Linked DNA regions of Sus scrofa: regions 2 and 3 are each linked to region 1. A link is a contact called in public HiChIP or PLAC-seq data. All regions are on one chromosome and are shown on one strand. The core of a region is the stretch at or near the end of the contact, and the rest is flanking DNA. Distances in the headings are between cores, read along the strand shown. Region 1 overlaps HOXD3 (homeobox protein Hox-D3). Region 2 overlaps LOC102161209 (a long non-coding RNA gene). Region 3 has its middle 220 kb from the start of MTX2.

Region 1 (2,842 bases), core at 206-2,705:
TTAGCAGACTCTGGGGCCTGGGAAACCAATTTGGCTGATGTGCCTCTGATAGGGAGTAGGCATGGGGTTGCACCAAGGGGAAAGTACTGGCTCTGTATTCTCTCCCTCTCTCTCATTTGAAAGACTGTACAAAGAAATGGTACAAATGGATGGTTAACTTAATGATTCCATCAGAGGTGGATTTTTCTCTGTCAGGTCCCTGGATGAGGCTGAGGTCTGAGAGCCAGAAGGTAGGAATGTGTAATCGCCCTTTCTTGCCACTTTTCCAGGGGCCAGGACTACACTTAAGCCCTTTTGCTCTGCAACTTCCCCATGCCCCTGGCTAGCTCAGCTGCAACTCCTCCTTCCACTCCAGGCTGAGTCCTGAGTTTCTCCTGGTAGCCAGGGCAAGCTTCCCTCTGCCTGAATCTCCCTCCCCCTCCACCCCGCCTCCCATCTTCCAGCAGGCCGTTCCAGCTATCTCCCCTCTACCCTGCTTTAATTCAAGTCTGATTGTCTCCACCGAACAACCAGGGGCTCCCAAATGAGGGATGCCACCTCTCATCCTTGGGCCTGGGCTTGAGGCCCTGACCCCTTAAGGACCCAGGCGGATCCCCTACAGCCTCCCTGTGGGAAAAAGGCAGAGCTGGCCCAGGCCGGAGCCAAAGAGCCTTTTCCTCCCCTAGGGCCAGCGAAGTAAACCTCCCAGAGCCCAGCGCCAGGAGCAGGGCCGGCCCCTCCCACCTGCCGGCGTCGGCCCCGCGCAGCCTTTGTGCGGCCTCCTCGCCGCGGGGCCCGTGGGAAGCCGCGCGCACAATGGCGCCGCCGCTGCCGGAAGACCCGCTGCTCCCGGCGCCTTCGACCCAGCGCCGGGCGGTGAGGGGCCAGCAGCCTCCAGGCCATGATGCGCTCCCCACGGTCCCCCGCGCGCCGCTCCCGTGAAGAAGCCTTAGGCAGTGGTGGCGGTTTCCTTCCGCTGCCGGCTTGCCGCTTCCCGCTGCAGGTTCTCCCCGGGAGAAGGAGAGGCCAGGGCCCGGGGCGCCATTGCCGGGCCGGGCTCCCCTCCCCCACTCTTCTTTCTCTGCTTCTCCGAGACCCGGGAGGGAGGAGGCGGGCGCCTCCGCCGATAGAGCAGCTATTGTGACCTGCCCTCGCAGAGCGGGAACCCAGCCGGGTGTGTACCGCCGGCGGTGGCGGGAGAGGAGGCGACTTTGTGCAGACCTCGGGTCCGGAGGGGGTGGCACCGGGAAATAAACGTTTGCAACCTCGGGCAGTTGGGCCCTTCAGAGGGTGTTTGGTTGTGTTTAGACTCCTGCGCTTCCTAACACTAATTGCAGGCTCAAAAAGAGCAGAATTTATGGCGAAGGCTAGGGCGGCTTGTTTATAATTTATGAAGTTTTAAATAGCTGTACGTGGGCCCCGACTCTCGCCCTCGCCGGTGGCCGCGCGGGATTCGCCGCCGCCCCCACTCGCGCCGGGAGCTACCGAGTGTGCCCGTCATGTGACGCTCACGCCAGTGGCAGGAACGGATCTGAGCCGTTCGTTCTTAGAAGCCTCGGGGAACCTTCCTCTGGAGGTGAGAGAACCGCAGGTTTGTCCCAAGCGAACTCCCACCCCACTATCGAGAGCTGCCTCGGGGCGGCTGCCTGGAGAGGGAGCCCCCTAACCCCACATTTCTTTGGAGCCTGAGTGTGAGAGGGAGCTGATGTCAGCCGGGCTAGACACCATTTAAAATCTAATCCGTGAAACCCTAAGCCGCAGATGACACTTGGGGCCTTGCAGACACCCGCAGACTCAGCAGATACTCCTGCGGTAACACACCGCGCTGGAAAACGCCTGGAGCCGTGATGCATTATGTATTTTTATTATTATTTATGGTAGGAAGAGGAGATGAGGGAAAATCGGGCTCAATCTAAACAGCCTGACAATTCATCTATTTAATATTTAGCCAGTTAAGAAAGGTTTTTGTAATCCCTGCAAGGCAGCAAGCTCTTTGATTTCCCTAATAGCTTAAAAAATAATTTCTTACAATTAGAAATTCTGCCCATGGATGCAAATCTCGTAGAAAAACAATTTTAAGCCTTCGAAGTGGGTAAAATATCCCTTCACTTGAAGTCATTTATTCTGTTGATACACTTCTACAACATGTATACTTTAAACCTGCTCGGATAAAGTGAAATTTAGCAAAAGGATAATCCCCTCCCACCCCCAATCTAACATGCTATTTTAAAAACAGCACAAAGGAATGAGGAAACCAAATATTATTTTGAGCCATCATTATTTAGCAAAACACAAACATCCAAATAGAAACGATTGTTGCTCCACCAGAAGATTAGAAGTTGAATTATTTCCACACGGTAGGGATTTCACCCCGAGTCACGGGCATGTAGTAGGAGTTGTATTATTTGTCAAACCAAATAGAGATGCGTGGGCCGACTTTGCTGAAATACAAAAGAACTGAACCTTATCTGAAGGCGTTTTCCAAGTGCCTCCTCCTAGAGAAGTGGGTGTAAGTAGTCCTCCCCAGCTAAAGCCACGCTAATATTTACAAAATGGTTATAAATCTTTGAAGACATTTTTGCCCATTTTGTACAAAGAAACAAGAATAAACAGGTGTTTATACTTGTTATGTTCCATTAATGAAACTTTTATTACTTTACATCTTGGGGAACGTTTGTTTTCTTTAGAAATGAACCACCGATTGCTATAAAAGAAAAAGTCGTGATAGCATTTCCTATAGGAAAAGCTTAGGTGCATGGCTTCAAATGATCATTCTTTTTCTGCACCTTAACTTTTTTCACAGCTCAATTCTTCTTATGACTTCTCTTGTGTCTTTTCTTTGATTGTCAGTTTTCTTTCAAAG
Region 2 (2,842 bases), core at 186-2,685, 470 kb before region 1:
TCACAAGTGAAACATTCACATTCGCTATGCTAACCCCGTTTTGGGTCTTTTCTCAAGGTAGATTACTAACGGTGACATTGGAGGGTCTATGAATAACATCTGCATTTACCAACACCAAGGAATTCCATGTTTAACTGAACTATCATTTCTGTTGCATTTTTTATTTTAACCAGGGCGTGCTCTCTTTGTATCGTACGTATCTCAAATTTTGCTCGAGCATCTGCAAAGCAGTGAGCAGAGGAAGATCTGTGTGTATGTTTTATTGAATCCGTCCCTGGCCTGAGCAATCTGGCTTTTCTATCGCTCTTCAAACTGGTTCTGCGATCTGAGAGGGAAGGCTGTCTGCGAAAGAGCCCTCATACAACCAAATGCTGGAACCACCATTTTGCTGTCCGTTTGCACACGATGAAATGGTGGCACGGAAAACAGTTAACACATTGTGCCCATGAGAGTTGTCTTTGAAAGTAGTCTACTTGCTGATCCAAATATCGAGCTGCTTTTTAAAATATTGTTACCAAGGGACTAAAGATTTTCATTTTCTTTAAATACATAAAACCTGTGTGTGTGTGTGTGTGTGTGTGTGTGTGTGTGAAAAGCATCGGCTGCGTACATTCAAGCTAGGGATAGAAAGAACTCGTCAAAAATGCACACTCAGGCTGAGAGGGAAAGCAAACCTAAATAAAAGCCCAGATCCTGAGAATCGCTTCTAACAGCTCACAAAAGCTGTACGGTGAATTTGGCCTTGATGCCTCCTTTCATTTTAACATTCACGGCGTGCAACTGAGAGTGAGGAAATTTAAGAGAGTTGGTATTTTTTTCTTGTTTTAAAAAAAAGTCCCATAAAAATTAAATGCAGGCCCACATTTGACTCTCACCTGGGAACCCCCACACTCTCATTTTTTTATGGGAGGAAAGAAAAAAAAATAAAACAAGGACCCATGGTCCCTTCCTTTTCCACTTCTGCTCTTATTTTTAATCATTAAAAATGCTGCCTTGGCTGCATTTAAGTGTGGAAATTCTCATTTTTCTGCAGTGTTTCAGACTCACACAGACTCCTTGGGGATGCGGTGAGGAGCTAACCAACTGCACATGGGAAATGAGGATTTTCGTGGTTAGAAAAACTGCAGTGTTTGGTAATTTTCCACATGGAGTTGAAGTTGTGAGTGACTTTTCTTTCAAACATAATAACTTGAGCACTTGGTATAGAGCTGTAAGCTCGAATTTATTTGAACGCATGAAAAGGTCTTACAAATTTAACTTGACTTCTTTCTGTAAATGTTTCCAGTATTTTCAAGTGCATAATAAGTAGATTAAAACAGGGTATGCACCCTCTCCACAACTGCCCCCGACAGAATTATAAAAGGCTACTGTCTATAAATAGAAATAGCCCTGGAGGACCCACCAGCAGGTTATGCAGTATGTGACATAGGCCACCTGGGACTGAGCTGAAACCACTAATACTTTCTTCACAGGATCACTGGCTAGAGTGAGACAAGGTGTCCAGGTGAAAAAAAGGGGAGGTTGACCTAGCTACTTAAATTCGCATGTGTTCACTTTATTTTTTGCATTAAAATTAAGCACGAATATTCAGCTTTATCATTTAAACATATCGATATTCAAATAGAGTGCATTACTTTTCATATTTGTAATGATTCATAGGGCATTATGTTATTACTATTTGCAGTTGATTTTCAACAAATACTAAAACTCTTGTGAAAAAATGAAGTTTAAATGTAAGGCTGGGGAGTTCCCATGGTGGCTCAGCAGAAGCAAATCTGATTAGTATCCATGAGGTTGTGGGTTCGATTCCTGGCCTCGTTCAGTGGGTTATGGATCCAGTGTTGCTGTGAGCTGTGGTGTAGGCCGCAGACGCGGCTTGGATCCCACGTGGCTGTGGCTGTGGCTGTGGTGTAGGCGGGGCAGCTACAGCTCCGATTTGACCCCTAGCCTGGGAACTTCCATATGCTGTGGGTACGGCCCTAAAGAACAAAAAATAAAAACTAAAAAAATAAATGTAAGGCTAAGGAGAGGTTATTGGTTAAATGTTTCCCTGCTGTCCTTTATGAGATAAAATCAACTGATTTGTTTTGAAATGTAGCTCTTAAATTAAAATCTGCCTCCAACCAAGATGAATAGGTCTGGAGCTCAGGGAGCCAGTTTGCTTGTGTTCTTGACCTTGCACGGCAGTCACCAGGAAGACTGTGTTCCCTTTTATAACAGCTGCTTTACAGTTTTGAAGACGTTGCTAGACTTTTCCGTGCACAATTTTAGTTGCCCCCATGTATCTTAAATCAAGCCAACCCAATAAATGTAGGGTTGTGGTTGTGAAATAAATGTCATGTCAGTAACCCTCCACCAGATATCAGAAGAAAGAGTATGTGATTGTTTAGTCCAAAAATTAAGTTTCATGTTTTTAATTGGTGTCATATCCTGTCCCAAGTCTATAGCGCTTAAATCAAAGGCGACCATGTTAACCTGGAAAGGAAATGTAATAACAACTCCTTTCATCCCCTGGCTCAAATGTTTTTATGCTCAACCCTAATTTTTGTTAAAACACTTTCAGGCAAAGACAACAGGAAACAGTAAACATGGCAACACCATGAAAATAATTTTCTGATGCACTATTTCTCTCTGTGTTCAAAGAGTGAGTTGTCTGGGCTGCAGAGGAAACTGCTGTATCGTTAAACCCAAGGCCGACGACAAAAACAGCCGCCCTACCAGCAAAATAGATACCCCTCCTCATTTCATAAATCTTGTTTCCAACGAGAATAAAGCCAGGAACGGACTCTTGCTCACAGCAATGGCCTGAAACGTCCTGTATCAGGGTAGTCCGCTCAAAGGG
Region 3 (2,842 bases), core at 240-2,739, 310 kb before region 1:
GCAATACTTTAATATTTGCTTCAATATACCGAATTTTTATAAGTCTTCCAGGAATGCCTTTTTCTTGGAAAACCCGTCCTTGAAAAGCAGAAGTCCAATTGAATAAGCTTCCTAAAGTTAATATCAGGGAAATTATTGGTGCAAACTCAGCCATATTTGTTTAAAATGACAAAAGAAAAATGATTATAATATATCAAGTATGTCATTTGAATCTAGCCTCATTGCCAGAGCCCTTTACAGCATCCCTGTGAAGTAAATGGCCGTCATTCTCCCCATTTCCCAGAAAGAGAAGTGGTCAAGTTAAATACTACATCCACGGTCAGACAGTGAGTCGACAGCATAACAAAGAACTTTCCAGAGCTTTCCAGAACTGGCCCTGGGACAAGGCACTTGGTGCACAAGGGCCGAAAACTAAAACTCCTTTTCTTTTCCCCAAGGCAGACCGTGAAACTGTAAAGATGAGCTGGCATTTTGTTTTATTTTGTGTAATAAACGGTTCTTTTCACAGCAGTTGGCCCTGGGGGAGTTTCAAATAGCACTGCTTGGCTGCAGCTGTGGGTGTGGCCACACTCCATCCAAAGGCAACTTGGAGACCACAGCTGTGTCAGGCAGAAAGGATCTTAAACTTTACATCTGGGCTGCACACTTTCAAGTTCACTCCCCCAAACAAGTTGAGTCATTTCACAAGCCAGAACCCCTCAGATGGAGGTTCTGTTCTTCCTCTGCCTTTGGTTACTTAGGAGGCACCTCAGATATCCCTGGAGACTGACACCCACATTTGGCTCCGGCTGATTCTGAATGGTCCCTGAGCCACTTCTCTCCTAGTCAGGAGAAGACCCAACTTTTGAACTGATAAAAATGGTCAGCATTTTCACAGGGGTTATTGGATGGTAGGGGTTTTTCGTTGTCTTTGTTTTTTCGTTTATATCTCATGGGTCCTTTCTGTGTGTGCCTATCACAGGCCGCTCTAACATCTGGAACGCGTCCCCATATCCAGTGGATTCATATACATTTCCAGGAAATTTTTCTTCAAGCGTTTTGCTTTAAGTCTCTGCTTCCAGCTGGAGCAAATAATTGACAAAGTCAGCCTCCATCCTTAGTGCCCAAACCTAAGGACGGAAGTGTGAACTCTGAACCCCTTCTCACCCTGTAAGTGGAAGGAACAATCACACTTCTTTGTTTCAGGGAAGAAGAGATCTGGGCTTGTGAATGGCTTCTTTTCTGACTGGATTACAGGAACGTCAAAATGGGCACCATCTGAGAGCGCGCGCCCGAGAAAGCTCAGCCCCAGCCACGTGACCCCGGCTTCTGCCTCACGACCCCCGCGTCCTAGCACCGCTGCAGGGAGGTCCTGGGAGGCCAGGAGCTCCTGGGGCTGCTGTCTGGAGACCCGCCGCCAGGGGGCGCTCCGCGCGCCGGGAGAGCGGCCTTTGTGTGGGTGCTTCTGGGCCCGGTCTGGGCGGAGGTTGCGTGGGCCGCTGTCGGCACTCGCGCGATGAGTCAGCTATCCCTTTGCTTTGCAGTGGGAAGAGCCGGCATCCCGGCGATCGGAATCGCAATCGGTCTTTTCGGCGGATGTTCACGCTGCATGGGCCCGCAGGCCTTGCTCTTTCCGCATCTTCAGGCTTCGACGACTGAACAGCCGGCGCAGAACCCACAACGCGCTCGCGTCCCGCCAGGCACCCGGCGCCGAGGCCACGAGGCAGACCCCCTGGGCTCAGAGAGATGCGGCCGGGAACAGCTCGAACAAAACCTGCGCGGAGTGCCAGCGGGAGGGCCACTTAAAGGCGGGGAGGCGTGTGCCTGGGAGAGAGAACAGAGCTGGAGGGCAAGGGCGGGGCGGGGTGCGGGGAACGGGGCGTGGGAGGGGGGCGGGCAGAAACAGAGACCGAGAGCCACCCAACAAGTTCCCGGTGCAAAGCCACATGCTGTCTCCGAGGAGAGGCAGGCACGTGTCCTTCGGGGGAACCCTGCCTTTGGGTGCTTGTGGGGAGACAGAAGAGTGAGCAAGTCTTTCAGTAGAAGACAATGGGTTTAGAGGTGTGACAAACAGAATGAGACGCACCAGCCTTCTCAGGGACCCTCTTCCTCAACACCCCCTCAGAGTCACATCGGCTTCTCTGTGGAGTGTCAGGCTAGCCTGGAAGAGGTTCTGTGATGTAAGGGTCAGGGAAGAGCGATAAAAACAAGTTCTTTTCCACTAGAGACTCAGAACCACTTCCTGGGACCATAGTGCTTTCTACCCTTGTCACTCTTGCTTCTGCTCCGTGTCAGCCATCTAACTGCCTGGTATTCCTATAGACTTGGGACCCATTTGCTGATACCACCAAGGGGGAAAGGCCGAATGTGACACCTCCCCACCCCCCCACCCCGAATAAAGATCGCTGGAAACATCTTTAGCCCGACTTCCTCGGTCTGAAAGAGGAGGAGCAATAGAAGTGTGGCCACTCAGGTTTAAACACTGGCTTTGAATTTTCAACGCCACTTGTGGTGCAATAGGATGCGTAGCAGGGGCTCGGTGAGTCATGTCATTCCATTTTGGGAGATGAGCCCTTCAACTCCTAAAATAAATCGTTTTTAAAATAGAGCATGGCTGAGGCACGTGGTCTTTTCCTGGTCTTCTTTTCATCAGTAAAATCCAGACGTTGGACCAAGTTACCTTTCAGCTTCAAAATTAGAAGAAACGATTTGTCTGTTCAGGGATTTGCAGAGGAACGCTCCTTATTAACGTGTATAATGCAGTGGTGGGATGAGGAACATGGAAAAGAAGTTTTCCAAAGTAGGGAATGAAGTCGCACAGCATTTTCTCCAACGGAATCTCCATTTCCAAATTTTGCTTTTT

What was found. HiChIP or PLAC-seq counts read pairs in DNA pulled down with a chosen protein or histone mark.
Region 2: a contact with region 1 is called in an H3K27ac HiChIP or PLAC-seq map of skeletal muscle. The contact joins two enhancer-like sites. A contact is called at or near these places in 1 of 47 Hi-C or Micro-C datasets (skeletal muscle) and 1 of 2 datasets of contacts at active chromatin or transcription factors (skeletal muscle).
Region 3: a contact with region 1 is called in an H3K27ac HiChIP or PLAC-seq map of skeletal muscle. The contact joins two enhancer-like sites. A contact is called at or near these places in 1 of 47 Hi-C or Micro-C datasets (skeletal muscle) and 1 of 2 datasets of contacts at active chromatin or transcription factors (skeletal muscle).

The regions. Positions count from the first base shown.
Region 1 is chr15:81,973,879-81,976,720 of Sscrofa11.1, reverse strand. HOXD3 (homeobox protein Hox-D3) reads right to left here. Exons shown (of 2, transcript XM_013984299.2): 2 at 1,828-2,842. Among named protein-coding and RNA genes, the nearest start is that of HOXD3, 5.8 kb to the right of the region's middle. Within about 2 kb of position 1,455, at least 34 of the 83 cell types and tissues checked have an H3K27ac peak or open chromatin away from gene starts, as enhancers often do. A contact at or near this core is called in skeletal muscle, where this site is marked.
Region 2 is chr15:82,439,149-82,441,990 of Sscrofa11.1, reverse strand. LOC102161209 (a long non-coding RNA gene) reads left to right here. Exons shown (of 3, transcript XR_002339197.1): 2 at 1-1,159; 3 at 2,644-2,842. Among named protein-coding and RNA genes, the nearest start is that of MTX2, 380 kb to the right of the region's middle. Within about 2 kb of position 1,435, at least 6 of the 83 cell types and tissues checked have an H3K27ac peak or open chromatin away from gene starts, as enhancers often do. A contact at or near this core is called in skeletal muscle, where this site is marked.
Region 3 is chr15:82,280,033-82,282,874 of Sscrofa11.1, reverse strand. No RefSeq gene overlaps it. Among named protein-coding and RNA genes, the nearest start is that of MTX2, 220 kb to the right of the region's middle. Within about 2 kb of position 1,489, at least 29 of the 83 cell types and tissues checked have an H3K27ac peak or open chromatin away from gene starts, as enhancers often do. A contact at or near this core is called in skeletal muscle, where this site is marked.